2 separate regions of the Mus musculus genome follow, and region 1 is linked to region 2. Evidence: chromatin contacts called from public promoter capture Hi-C data. All regions are on one chromosome and are shown on one strand. The core of a region is the stretch at or near the end of the contact, and the rest is flanking DNA. Distances in the headings are between cores, read along the strand shown.

The links. Promoter capture Hi-C pulls out the DNA fragments that hold promoters and counts their contacts.
Region 1: a promoter capture Hi-C map of liver shows a contact between it and region 2, with 2.2 times the contacts expected there. The contact joins the promoter of Zfp87 here to the enhancer-like site in region 2. A contact is called at or near these places in 4 of 39 promoter capture datasets (the HPC-7 cell line, cranial neural crest, hippocampal neurons and 1 more), 1 of 484 Hi-C or Micro-C datasets (liver), 1 of 115 datasets of contacts at active chromatin or transcription factors (embryonic stem cells) and 1 of 9 other capture datasets (embryonic stem cells).

What each region holds. Positions count from the first base shown.
Region 1 is chr13:67,524,503-67,531,313 of GRCm38.p6, forward strand. Zfp87 (zinc finger protein 87) reads right to left here and starts at 1,729. Exons shown (of 4, transcript NM_133228.3): 1 at 1,575-1,729. The coding sequence starts at 1,580.
Region 2 is chr13:66,998,921-67,005,380 of GRCm38.p6, forward strand. 4933433G19Rik (RIKEN cDNA 4933433G19 gene) reads right to left here. Exons shown (of 9, transcript NR_045851.1): 6 at 4,219-4,349; 7 at 1,040-1,115. Among named protein-coding and RNA genes, the nearest start is that of 4933433G19Rik, 30 kb to the right of the region's middle. Within about 2 kb of position 4,366, at least 12 of the 459 cell types and tissues checked have an H3K27ac peak or open chromatin away from gene starts, as enhancers often do. A contact at or near this core is called in liver, where this site is marked.

The DNA.
Region 1 (6,811 bases), core at 479-2,978, 520 kb after region 2:
GAAGATGACCTTGAAGTCCTAATCCCCCGCCTTCACTTCACAATGCAGAGATAACAAGGATGCTCCAAGAAGAGGCTTCAGTTTTGGTTTGGTTTGGTTTCTTTCAATCACAGGTGTGTTTAAAGTATATATACTGGAAAGGTCTGTAAGTTACAGGACAGCATGCCTCTGCTTCATGCCTACTTCTTAGGAAACCACTTTTGGTTCACAAGGTAGTGTACTCTTCCCACTTTAGATAATGGAAAACACAATGCTGTTCTTGTCCTGTAGGCCAGTGACATTAACTAGGAAGTCTCTGTCTTTTACATAACAGTTACATAGTCCACAGAAATATTCATACTGAAGGTGGCTTAAAACCCATGTTCCTTATGAATAATAGGCTTTAATGCCACACAAACACTTGATTTGACTTAAAGTGTTGTGAACTACAAAACTATACAAGAGACAGGCCAAGGAGTCTATTATGGGCAAGGGACCCTAACTGAGCAAAAGCTCTTCAAATTCACCTTTCAATCTTTCTGACGTGGATAAACTGGCAAATGTTCAGGGAGCAACAGGGAACCTGAGTGCCACAGTCGGGGCAGTGATAGAGTAGTTGTTAAGGGAGGTTTAGATGTGCAGTGTCCAGAGATAGAAGAGAAGCTCACAATTGAAGAGCAACGTAAACACTGTTAGGTATTCAAGGTCACTTCTCCTCCCCAGGGACACTCAAGTCCTTTCCCCGAAGTCACTAATAATCTCCAGGCCATCTCTCTGCTCCCATCACCCCCTCATTTGTTTCAGAAAAGGAGTCCAAGCTTCTGACATTACACAATCTCTGACATAAGTGGATACGGTATTTTCTAGTATTTTACTCTACAATGTAGGATCAATAATATCCTGAATAAGCCTTCTCCTTTAGAACATTAGACTGTCTCTACATGTGAGTGTTAAGTGTGAAGATATAGATCACGGAGGTGGCCATGAAATATTCTCATTCAAAACAACACACCAAAAAAAACCTAACAATTTATTCCAAAGAGAATGGTACTAACATCCTATACACCAACCTCCTTAGCAGAACTCTGTCCCTGGAAACGAGGAGCAGCTATTAACTCAAACCAAGAATATTAGGCTGGCCATAAATAGGAGGTGCCAGATCTCCACTCGATCTAGAAGTTCTGAGAAATCTGACCACAGTCAAGTGGCCAAGTGATCACAGCCAACAGACTTCCTAAGGCAAGCAGGAATGTGGGCTCCCATTTACACCTCTGGCGCAAGGAGAGGGCCGGCCCACCCTGCGGGGGGGCAATACTGAACCTTCCACCATTCCACATTTCTGTGCTACAGAGCCAGCTCTCCCACCCCAGAAGCGTATACAGCCGCGTCCTAACAAAGCTTTCACTCACAGCGCCACCCCCATACTGCTCTCCCCACCCAGATTTGCATCCAGGCTCAGTTGGCCCAGCTTAGGTCAGCAGCACAGCATCACCAACTCGGCTTCTCCCTGCCTCTGGTCCACCTCGGCTCCGCTCCCTCCAAGCTGGACCACTCCCCTGCACATTCCCTCAGGCTGCACTGCTCCCTGGACCAACCTCCATGTCAGAGATCCGATCGAGAGCGAGGAGCAGGACACAGCACCGCTAACTTAGGGGAAGACAAACGTCTGCAGACGGGATGCGGAAGTGCGGTTCGCAGAGCGGCTGCTTGTGACGTCACAGAGGGCACGACTACATTTCCCAGAGTTCTGTGTTCTCCCTACTGACAGCGGAGGAGGGTGGAAAGAAAGGAGAGGTGTCAGCACTGGGACAAAAGCCCACAGTCAGGCTGCTTTAAAAGTTCCGGTTGTAAAACGGACGTGCTAGAACATCCGTTGAGGCTTTGATAGGAGGGGTTATTAGTTGTATCTGGTCAAACTGTAGTTTAAAAACTCGTCTACTAATTATAAAATTGGAACCTGCACCAAAAGTTGACAATCATTTAATTGTACTTTAAAATAAGGAAACAAGAGGCTAAAGTGGAGTGAGTGCTATTACTTAGAGATGCTTTTTGACATCAACTTCGGTGTTTAAAATGAAAGGATTACAAATCCAAAGCGTTCTAGGCACTTTACAGAGACCTTGTCTCAAAATACAAAGTACAAAACTAGCAAAGGGGGTAGACTACGTGCCTAGAATGAAGGAAGACTTAATTTAATGCTCAACTTGTACATACTCCATTTTTCCATGTGTGCTGACAAGCCTGTGAGCATACATGCATTAGACTCCACAGCTGGGAAAACAAACAAAAACACTTTCCTGTGAGCACTGGAATCCATACAGTGAAGGAGGTAGGTCAGAGACATAGACGTTAAAAAAAAAAAATCTCTGAACGAGGTTATAAGTACTACCCTCACATTTACATGTGAAGACTTTCCAGAATCCATTGGTGGATCCTTGATCTCTCCATTTGTCCCTTGCTTACACTTTCATTCATTAATCTGCATAAGAACTTTAATTTTATGAGAACTATACCAGAACATCACCCACGTCTCCCTGGTTCACCACAAACAGAGAAGTGTTTAACAGCAGGTGGTCTCTGAGCCTGTGAGTATCTCTTCTGCTTCTCTCCCAAGGAGGGCACAGTTCTTAGCATTGTACGGACTTCTGGTCCATCATCCATTGTAGAATTTCTCTCTGCATTAGGCATGGGGTATCTTGCTCTGTAGACCAGGCTTGCATTGGACTCAAAGATCCCCCTGATTCTGCTTCCCAAGTGCGGGGATTAAAGGCATGTGCTACCACTATCCATGGTATTTTTATCACTGTGGAGAACTCAACTTCTCTTTTCCTACTTAGTTCTCCTTGCAGTGATTAAGCATGTGTTGTAACCTCCGAATTGCTGATACTAGAGAGATACTTTAGTGTTGTGCACAGTTTGTCTCTGCATTTTTTGCTCCCACCCCCCACCCCCCTGGCCAGAAGCTCCCATCTTCCCTCTAGCCCTAGACAAGTATGCTACACAGACAGCTGGTTTCTGTGCTGTGTCCTCCTGCAGCAGCCTGAAACTCCCTCCCCCCACCTCTAGCATTAGAATGGCACTACCCATAAAACTCCCCCTTAATGAGGACATTCTGAGGAGACATCCTCCCTGCCTTTGTGTCTCTAAAAACCAACACTCCTGCTGAGGAACTGCAGAACTCCAGGTGCCTGTCCTTGAGACCTTAGAGAAATAACAAGCTCAAGGGAGACCATGGGGAAAAAAAAGTAAACAGAGGTCAAGCTCTCCTTAAATGCTATTTTCCCACTGGACTTTCTCCTTTCAGATGAATTCACACTTTTGGAAGAATAGAGTCTTTCATGGACGGGGGTCTAGGCTTAGGGCACCTTTCCTGTTGCCTCAATATGGAGAATTAGGGTTCCCCGTTTAGAGCCATTCTTTCAATAATTACCTAGAATTTCAAATGGCCTTTTCTGTAGTTTGAACATGATGAATGAAAGATAACAGCAGCAGGAAGACACCTACTGATCTTAGGAAAGAACTCAGGATAGCTGCATCTCTGCAGCACTGACTTGCAGGCAGCTCCACAGGGGAGGGAGACTCCTCACCTATACTCTTTACCTCATGTATAACCTGGGCGGGGCAGACCTGTGGATTTTGTAAATATCTCGTAATTCAAGATGCCTATCAGCGCTTGCTCATTTCCTGAGTCTTAATGAGCCTCCTTTTAGGAGTGAAACTTCGGGTTCAAAAGGAAGTGCCACACAAGCACTCAAATTCATCCTGCGCACTGTTGGACATTGGTTCTAAAGCTTTGAATCTGCGTGTCCAGATGCTGAGGGTCCTTGTCCCCAGCTGGTTTTTGATCTATCAAAGATGTCAATGGCCAATGGCTGGGCACAGGGCGGGACACTTAGAATTCTGTGGGTAGGATGCCGAGAGGAATGGGGCAGAATCACTAAGACCCCAGGAAGACAGAAGGAACAGATTTAGAGCTACAGCCTGAAGATCATCCGAAATGTAGGAGAAAAGGGAAAGTGGCCTCTGGAAGGGCTGCCCAGAATCATGTTGGGCAGCAAAGACCAATGGGCTTCACAGGAGGAAACGGGGCAGCAAAGTTAAAAGTAGATGTGGGGGCAACAGGCTACGCACACATAGCCTGGTTTCTCCGGAGAACCCGATGGGTGGTAATTCCCACCTACATGGGACGGTAGGGTTCGACCATGTCTCCTGGACCCCTGGTTCCTGTTAAAGTTACTGCCCGCACAGCCCCCACAGGGGAGGCATGGCTATCAGCCACGCAGGAACAGCACCAAGCCTTCCCACATGTAAATAAGGTTTCCCCCAAACTCTCAGTCCAAGCCAATGAGAGGTACGTGCTGTCAAACCCTGAATCACCCCCAGAACTGTATGTAAACCCATGCAGAGAATTAAAGGTACACGAGAACTATTCCTTTGTCTGAGTCTTTTGTTCCAAGAGCTGTAACACTTAGAGACCTTGAAGAGCCACCCGCCGCACTCCTCACTGGACTGTTGGCCTAGCCTGACCTGACTCAGTTCAGAGGAGCTCAGAGTTACACAGTGACCTGGAAGGCACGGCAGACTTCGTCTTCCTGCCTGCATTAGATTCCCTTTGCTGGAACCTTTCCACCCGGCCTGGACAGAGATCTCCGTGAAAAAACTCTGGCACCCAGGCCCACAAGTAGATTTAGAAGGTGTTGAGCCAGGAGTACCAGAGGGAAGAGCATGCTAGCCATGGGAGGCTAGTGCCCAGCCACTGAGCTAGTAAGGCATGTTAAAAATAAGCTAGTGTGTGTGGGTGGGTGGGGGTAGGGGTGGGGTGCGCACATGTGATCTGCCAGGAGCACAAAGCGGTGAAGCAAAAACTCACTGAAACAGCCCACCAGCACATTTTCATACTTTTCTTCTTAGCTTTTTGCTGCTTCTCACTGTAGACGTTTGAGTGAAGTGAGAGCCATGTGATGGCCTACTAAGACTTTTCTGTATTGAAATTTCTCTGCCAAACTAATCAGCCTCGCACCTTTGAATTCAGCCTCACTTAGTATTCAAAACTTGGGCAGAATGAATGCAGATTCCTTGCCTGAATATATCAATGAGCATGACTGAAATTTCAGATAGATCCCTTTTTTCCTTCTGAAACCTCTTTAGTCAGCTGCCAATGTCCATCTTTTTCAAGGCAGTCCTATCTTTGAAACTTCCAGATGAATGTATCACTAAGTAATGCTTTCTGAGCTCTATAGATTGTCAATGTTAATGATCAAAATCCTGAAGACTACTTCAAGGTCTGCTCATGGCCTACCTACCTGCTCAATGCCCTACCTTCTAGGAATCAACTTCTCTCATATTTTGCTTTCCTTGTTTCTGTGATAAAGTATCTTACTAAAGTATATTTAGGACAAGTTTATTCCTTTTGGAGCATAACTTGAGGACACAGCCTTCCAGTATGAGGAAAGCATAGATGGCAAGAGCAGAAAATGGGGTTGGAGAGATGGCTCAGTAGTTAAGAACCACTTAACTACTCTTCCAGAGGTCCTGAGTTCAATTCCCAGCAACCACATGGCAGTTCACAATCATCTGCAGTGGGATACAATGCCCTCTTCTGGTGTGTCTGCAGAAAGTGTCAGTGTACTCACATATGTAAAATAAATCTTTTTTAAAAAAATAGAGCAGAAAATATTGCTCACATTGCATTCCCTGTAGCAATGAAGGGAGCAATGGAAGCTTGTGTTAGGCTCCATCCAATTTTTAATTTACAACAGGGTCCGTTGCATACTAAAGTTTCTGTATTGCTTTGCTTTCTATAGCTGAGATAAACACCATGACCCAACACGAGAGAAAAAGGTCTGTTTCATCTTAGCATTCCCAGGTAATAGTTAATCACTGAGGAAATCTAGGGCAAACTGAAGCTGATGTGGCCATCCCTGTTTTAGTGTGACTTTCAAACTAAATAGCACAGAGTGCATGACTGTTCACTTGATGAGAACTAGAACCACAGAGGAAACAAATTTCTGGCATGCTTCCCACCACGATGATAATGTACTGAATCTTTGAACATCTTTGCCATTATAAGAGTTGCCTTGGTCATGGTGTCTCTTCACAGCAATAAAACCCAAGTTAAGGAACCAGTCATTCCCAGAAATTTGACTCCTCTGTGAGGTGTCCTGGTAACTAGTTCTGGCAATACACCTTATATTTGTTACAGTGCCTCAACTTAGAAGATGGTCTTTACGTGACCACACTGGACAGGAATGTGCAGGATTCTACAAAATTTAATCCAAATTGTGCCCAGTGAACAAATTTATTTTACTAAATGTTCACTTTCCATTCCAAGGTTTGAGTGTATCTTTTCTGAAACTAGTGAAGTATATCATAATTACTATTTCTTCCTAATTTTAGGACATTGTTTTGATTTTTTAAAAGGTATATTGGTGTGCGTGGTTGTATATGGGTATGGCTATGCAACGATACATATGTAAAAAGCAAAGAACGTCTTTGTGGAGTTATTTCTTCCTAAATGTATGTGGACTTCGTGGTTCAGACCTATGTTTGAAAGCTTTTGTGGCTAGCACCTTTTCCTATCAAGTCATCCACTGTTCCCAGCTATCTTGTTTTCATTTGACTTTGTATGTTTTGAAGTGTGATCACACTATTATAATGTAATGTTTAGTGTCAAGATTGTTTCACACTCTGCATAATATACATAATTTCTGGGTTCATAATTAAACCATTTTAATTTGGTTAAGGTTATATGTCATCTTGAAAGCTGATGCAGTGCCTTGAACTTCTTTACCATCATGGAAGGTTTTAGTCGTCTTAAAGACAATATATTCAT
Region 2 (6,460 bases), core at 3,116-5,615:
AACTCAGAAATCCACCTGCCTCTGCCTCCCGAGTGCTGGGATTAAAGGCATGCGCCACCACGCCCGGCCAAAACAGGCTTTTATGAATATATTTATAACTTTTAAACATTGCTTTGCTTTGCAGATAGAAGAGTGTTTTATTTCTGTGCAATTTTGATAAGCCTAAAATTTTGTATTGCTCATATAGGTTGTATGAGGGTTTCCAAGTTTGTTTTCCAGGACAGTTCAGGGACTGGCACTGTGGGACTCATCTAGCGGGTAGGCCAACCCCTCTGAAGAGGCACATGCCCAACTTCTATAATTAGACAGAAAGTGCCTGTGGAGTGTGCAAGAATCAAAGCATACAAAGCATTATTTCTCTATGGCTTTGTAGGAAACAGCTAGGAAAGTCCTTAGATACTTTCCATGTGCATTGAATTCAAACTTTCATTTTCACTTTGAGAAAGTGTTTTAGCTACGGCAATGAGGAAACCAACACTGTGCATAACTGTGCCGTTTTCCCCCACACCATACCACTGGTCCTAGTCTAAGTTTCTGCCGACGTCTGGAAATTGACCCTAGGTTGATTGAAAGTAGAGCGTATGTTCCAGAGGTATCTGTTAGTGAGTGGTGACTATAAGTCATCTCATGACCCTCTTGAAAGATTGCTGGCTTTAAAGATACCACAGTTCATGGTGTAAAGCAGGAGGAGATTTTGAGTGTCTTTCTTGTCAAATCCTCTCCCTTTTGTTATCCTTGGTCCTTACAGGCCTCTCTCCTTTCCCTCATGTCCCTTTCACCTTTCACCAAGAGGCTTTGCCCACTTGCCCTCCCAGCCATGCTTAGATGTTCACTACCCCACTGAGGTTTTAGTGATACTCAGCATCTCGTAAATGCCAGCCTTTGCTGCAACTGCCTCCTAAGTGAACTTGGAAATCAAGGTCTCACCCAGGAAAATAAAATTAGTTCTATCAGTTCCAGCTTTCTTGGTTCCTACTTAGAAACCACTTGCTTTAGAGCATCCTAAGAAATAATACCTGCTTTGTTCAATAAGGCTTACCTTTTGAAATTTAGTCTAGAATGTTTGGAGGTAAATGGTGAATTTCCCAGCCTTCACAGAGTGAACAGAAGGGAGCCTGGGCAGAGGAAAAAAAGGTTTACCACTGGATGGGAAATAAGAAACTGGGCCTTTGGGGATAGACTGCAGTATACCCTCTAAACACTGGGTGCTTGGAACCCATTCGTTGTACTCGGTGACTGTCATGGGACTCCTGGGATCACCATATGTTTATTAGGTGAGTGTCACTTAAATATCTAGAAATCCAACAAGTGGACACTTGTACCTATGTATTTTTTATTTCTGTATGGAAAAAGACCTCTGGCTCCTGCATCCCAGCACCTAGTAGACCATCGCTTTTTTCTTTTTTTTTTTTTTTTTTTTTTACAAGGATGCATGTTGCTATGATTATATTTAAGATTTTGTTCTTTGCAGTAGATATTGGAGTGGCTGATACTGATGGGTCACAGTATTACTGCTCATCCAGAATTACTAGATTTTCATATCTCCCTTTATCACCTTTTATTCTAAACCTGATGATAAGACAGTCACAGGTAAAGGTTATAATATTTTTTTTTAGTCAGACTTTTGAAATTTGATGCAATAAATAAACATAGTAGCTTTTCAATTTTACTATCTTCTGTGGACTTAAAGTAATTTTGTTAGCATATATTGATTGTACGAAATAATATGTTTCCTTTCCATTCATGTATGCATTGTACTTAGATTATACTTCCCATCATTCCCTTTTGCTTTTCCTCTTACCCTGGTGGCCTCCTTTCTCTTCCCAAATAATTTAAAGGAATAATGACTAATGTCTACAAAAGAAGGGACAAATAGCTAGACTTGAATTGTTTAGCTTGAAGGCCTGCTAAATTGTAAAAGATCTTCCTTCTCTCTGATGTCTCCTAAAACTGTTCTTTGGTCCACTTTAAAATTTTCATCTGGGACTTTGTCTACCCTGCTATTACTTTCTTTGAATGTGTTGGACGGATTTAAAAGAAAAGAGAAGAAAATGACAAACAACAACAAAACAAAAACACAAGGGTTTTCTATGTATCCCAGGCTGGCCCTGAGATCACAGATGTCTTCCTTTTTCAGCCTACTGAGTGCTATGATTCCAGGCCTATAGAAACTTGAAGCTTCCTGACCTCTAAGGTGATATATTTTGCCACAGTCCCACACTGTTCAAAGGTTGCAATAGTCTAGGTCCCATTGAGGCTTCATATGGCTCAGCTTAGTTTATATTTCTCTATAATCTGGACCTCATTATTCATGCTGAAAACTGGCCTTTATATACAGTGTCCCTGACTCACTAGAGAAGTGCATGTCAGGCTAGCTTCCTACCCACAGTCCTAGGAAAGACTTCCAGGCCCCCTGCATGACTGACTGCTGTTTAATGCACAAAAGAGGGTATTAGCACATCTCGTCCACCAGCGCCTACTAATGACAGGAACATTATGGAGAAAATATAATTTGCTAGAAGACTTTGCTTGCCCAGCTGAGTCAACCAGCTTGAGGGCCTTTTCAGGTATCTGGACGTATGCTTACATTTTGTAGTATAACTATATGTTACTTACTGCATTTTCTTTGGTACTGGAATGTTCTGATGACATTGAAACTGTGAGGGTCTGTATATTGTGGGCTCCAATGGCCATAGTAGTCAGGCATTCACGTTCCAGGGTAGAGAGCCCTCTCCCCTTTCTACGTGCTGAAAAGAGGACTCTCTGTGGTTCCACAAACCACAACAAATGAGATTTGCCTATCATTAAAAGAAAGTGACTTCTCCAAATCTCATATAAAAGAACCAAAAGATTGTATTGGTATATGTAAAGTACACCTAATACCCTTCATTATAGGGTCAAATTGTAGGCAGGATGACAGAATGCTCCCTTTCTAGAAGTATGACCTCTGACTCGGCTCACTGTCATAACCAAGGGATGCTGGTCTCATTGCTCTGTATATCACAGGCTGATAAGGTTTGTTCTAGGCAGGTACAACCAGGAACGAGTAAAGTCTCTGGCTTGCCTGCTTATTAGGATCTCGTACCTTCTCTTGGAGTGGAAATACCCAGATCAGCTGCAGGAGGACAAGTTTTATATAGCACCATAGAGAACAAGTTTTCAAGACAACAGCACTTGGAACCTCTGAAACAACTGCATGTAGTTCTCAGAGCCCGTATATTTCCAGCAGCCTCCAAAACACAGGACTTCACTTATGCACCAGTTGCCAGAGTAATATCCTAATTCCAGAGGAAAGGTTGTCCCAGATGCTCACATGAATGTATGTTCTGTGAGCCCTGTAGTTTGATGGCCTTTTTCTTGGATAAGAGGCATGGGACAGTTGGACCCTTGTTCCTGAGTACTAGGCCAAGAAGAAGCTGTTAGGTCAACCCAAGGCTCTTTTTCGAGTCTGGACACAATGCTTATGTTCCTGTCCTGTTCTCCACCACCTGACAGAGCCTCTGTGCCTCCAGCCGCAGATGACTGGTGGACAGTCAGATTGTGTACGCCTCTTCTTCAAAGAGACTCAGGTATCAGGGCCTCATTTAAGGTGACCAAACTGCCACTTTCCATATGTTGGCTACAAGTCTAGTACTCGAAATTGGGGTCTGTCTAACCATTTGTGTACGTGGCCTGAACAGGCTAAGATTTCATCCCTAGAAACAAGATTCTACCTCTCTCTGGGAATCCTGTCCACTTCGCTCCCTCTGCCTGCAGTAATGTGATTTACAATCTGGAGAAGTCATAGAGCTTTGCCCTTCTCTTCTGAAAAAACAGAAAGTACTGGAAAGAATGTAAATTATACATAACAAATTTCTATAGTCACCAGTAATGGGATGGCTGGGGTGGGTTATTTTATTATATTTTTAATAAGGACTGCATGTGGCTTTAATTTCTAAGGCCCCATATTTCTAGGAAGAACAGATAACAGTGAAATGTCCTTCTGAGATAGTGGGTTTTTTTTTTTTTAATGGAAAATACTTCTTCATGACTTACTAAATACTTTGAAGTGATCATTCAACACTGATGAAGATGGGACAGTAGGTGGCAGTAACATTCTAATCTTTCTAGGATTAGCCTGTGTCAGTCCATCCCAATACCCAGTATTTATACTTAGCCACCTCCCAAATTTCACTTCGCAGGAGTTTTGGCTGGAGTAGTTTTGAGTTTTCTTTTTACCTCTCTTGGTGGAAATTCTGTTCAGGGATCACACTGCTACTGCAAGCAGGAAAAACAGCCTCAAAGTTGTCCTGGATCGTTGTGAGTCTGCTCTGGCTTATTTCACAAGCTAGACAGCAGTGGCCCTTGACCTGCCAAGGAGGGAGGAAGTCACTGGTTGCTACATAGATTCCTGCTTCTAGGATCCTCAGACCACAGAGGCTGGGCTGGAGTTGCTTTACTGGTGTTGAACATTTTCCCATTTGACCTAGCCTCATTCCAGTTCAGAGCAGTGGGTGAAAGCTGCAAACACATAAAGAGCTCAAACTTTCCCAGGCTACTGTTGTAACAGCCTGTCTGTCAAAGTATCAAAGTCAACATGCTTCTGTTTTTCTTGGAGTGACTATACTGACAGTAGAGCAGTGTGGTGTGAATATGTTGCTTAAAATCACAAACAAATGCTGGGGCCTAGAAAACACAGTAGTGGATGCTCACAGTCAGCTATTGGATGGATCACAGGGCCCCCAATGGAGGAGCTAGAGAAAGTACCCAAGGAGCTAAAGGGATCTGCAACCCTATAGGTGGAACAACATTATGAACTAACCAGTACCCTGGAGCTCTTGACTCTAGCTGCATATGTATCAAAAGATGGCCTAGTCGGTCATTACTGGAGAGAGAGGCCCATTGGACTTGCAAACTTTATATGCCCCAGTACAGGGGAACGCCAGGGCCAAAAAGTGGGAGTGGGTGGGTAGGGGAGTGGGTGGGAGGGTATGGGGGACTTTTGGTATAGCATTGGAAATGTAAATGAGGAAAATACCTAATTAAAAAAAATCACAAACAAATTCACCTACAGAATACCCTCACAAATGCCCATTCACTCATTAGTATTTTTGACTGTCATTTCTTTAAGCAACATTTGATTCATAAAGTGTCTTGGTTTCACTTTGTAAGCTACCACATTTAATGTGTCCTGGAACCCAGCATCCTACATCCTGCAGGGCCATTTTGCTCCCTTCGTTTTCCTCCTAGAGTTCAATCAACCATGGAACTTGATAGCCCTTCTTTTACTAAGTGTTAATTAGAAAATACCTTAAGCTGGCTGTAGTGGCAAATGCCTTTAATTCCAGCACCCAAGAGACTGAGGCAAGTTCTAAACCAGCCATGTCTATATAATGAGAGCCTATTTTAACAACAGCAACCAAATGAAACAAAAATACCACAAAGTATCTCTTTGAAAATAACTGAAGACTCCTGGTCAATCTTCAGGACCTGGAGTATCCATCCTCTCTTCCCCCATACTTGTTTGAATATTTTTACCAGATCACAAAACAGGCTCTGAGTTTCTCCCTTACCCACTGATTCATAACACCCCAAAAGCCAGGCTTTGTGGGGCACCTACTTGGGATTTATAAGCTTGAGATCTTGTCTATGAAAAAAATAATTTAAAAAACTCTTAGGCATAATGTTTCACAAAAAGTAATGCCATGAAGCCTGATTTGTTAGGCTATCCCTGAAAGCCTTGGAAAAGCCCCATACCAAAGGAAGGGACTTAAAGCATTGGTTTCATTAATTTCACAGAAAACTTTCCTCTACCAACCATAATAATTCACTTCATCTGCTTAGAGATCAATCAAGCTACATCTTGTATTTTCCCCCATAAATTGTGCAGATTCCAAGATACCATTGATTCTGCTGCCCTCTGAGCCTTCAAGCCTACCCAAATTTTCTGAAGAAATGGATATTGGATGGGATTTGCTGTTCCTCAGGCCCGGCAAACTGTCTAGTCTCATCAACATAGTTCTACTCTGAGGTGCTCCCATCCTTGTTGGCACAGCAGGAGCCATCTACACATGGTCTGCTCTTCTGCCTAGACGGGACTGGGCTCTTGAGGCTCACGGAGCCAACTCTGTCATCCAACCACCCTCTTCCTCCTTGAGGACCTTCCTTGGGATCTAAGTAACTACCCATCATTGACAGGACTTACCCAAATCCAAGAAAGTCCTATAATGAATGGCTGCTTCCAAAAGAAAAAGGACCTTCAGTTCCTTTCCTCCCAGTTGGCCTGCAGATCCATCAGCTTCTCTCTTCTGTGCTTCTTGTTGGCAAGGGGTGTGGCTTGCAGATAATTTTCCAGGTCCCCAAAGCAAAACTGAAATATTCTGTTGCTGCAGTCTCCCAGTTCCCAATTTTATTGTTCCTTCCCATTAAGCTGGCAGGACCCAAGTCATCAGACCTGACAGTTTATACAGGAATCTCTGCT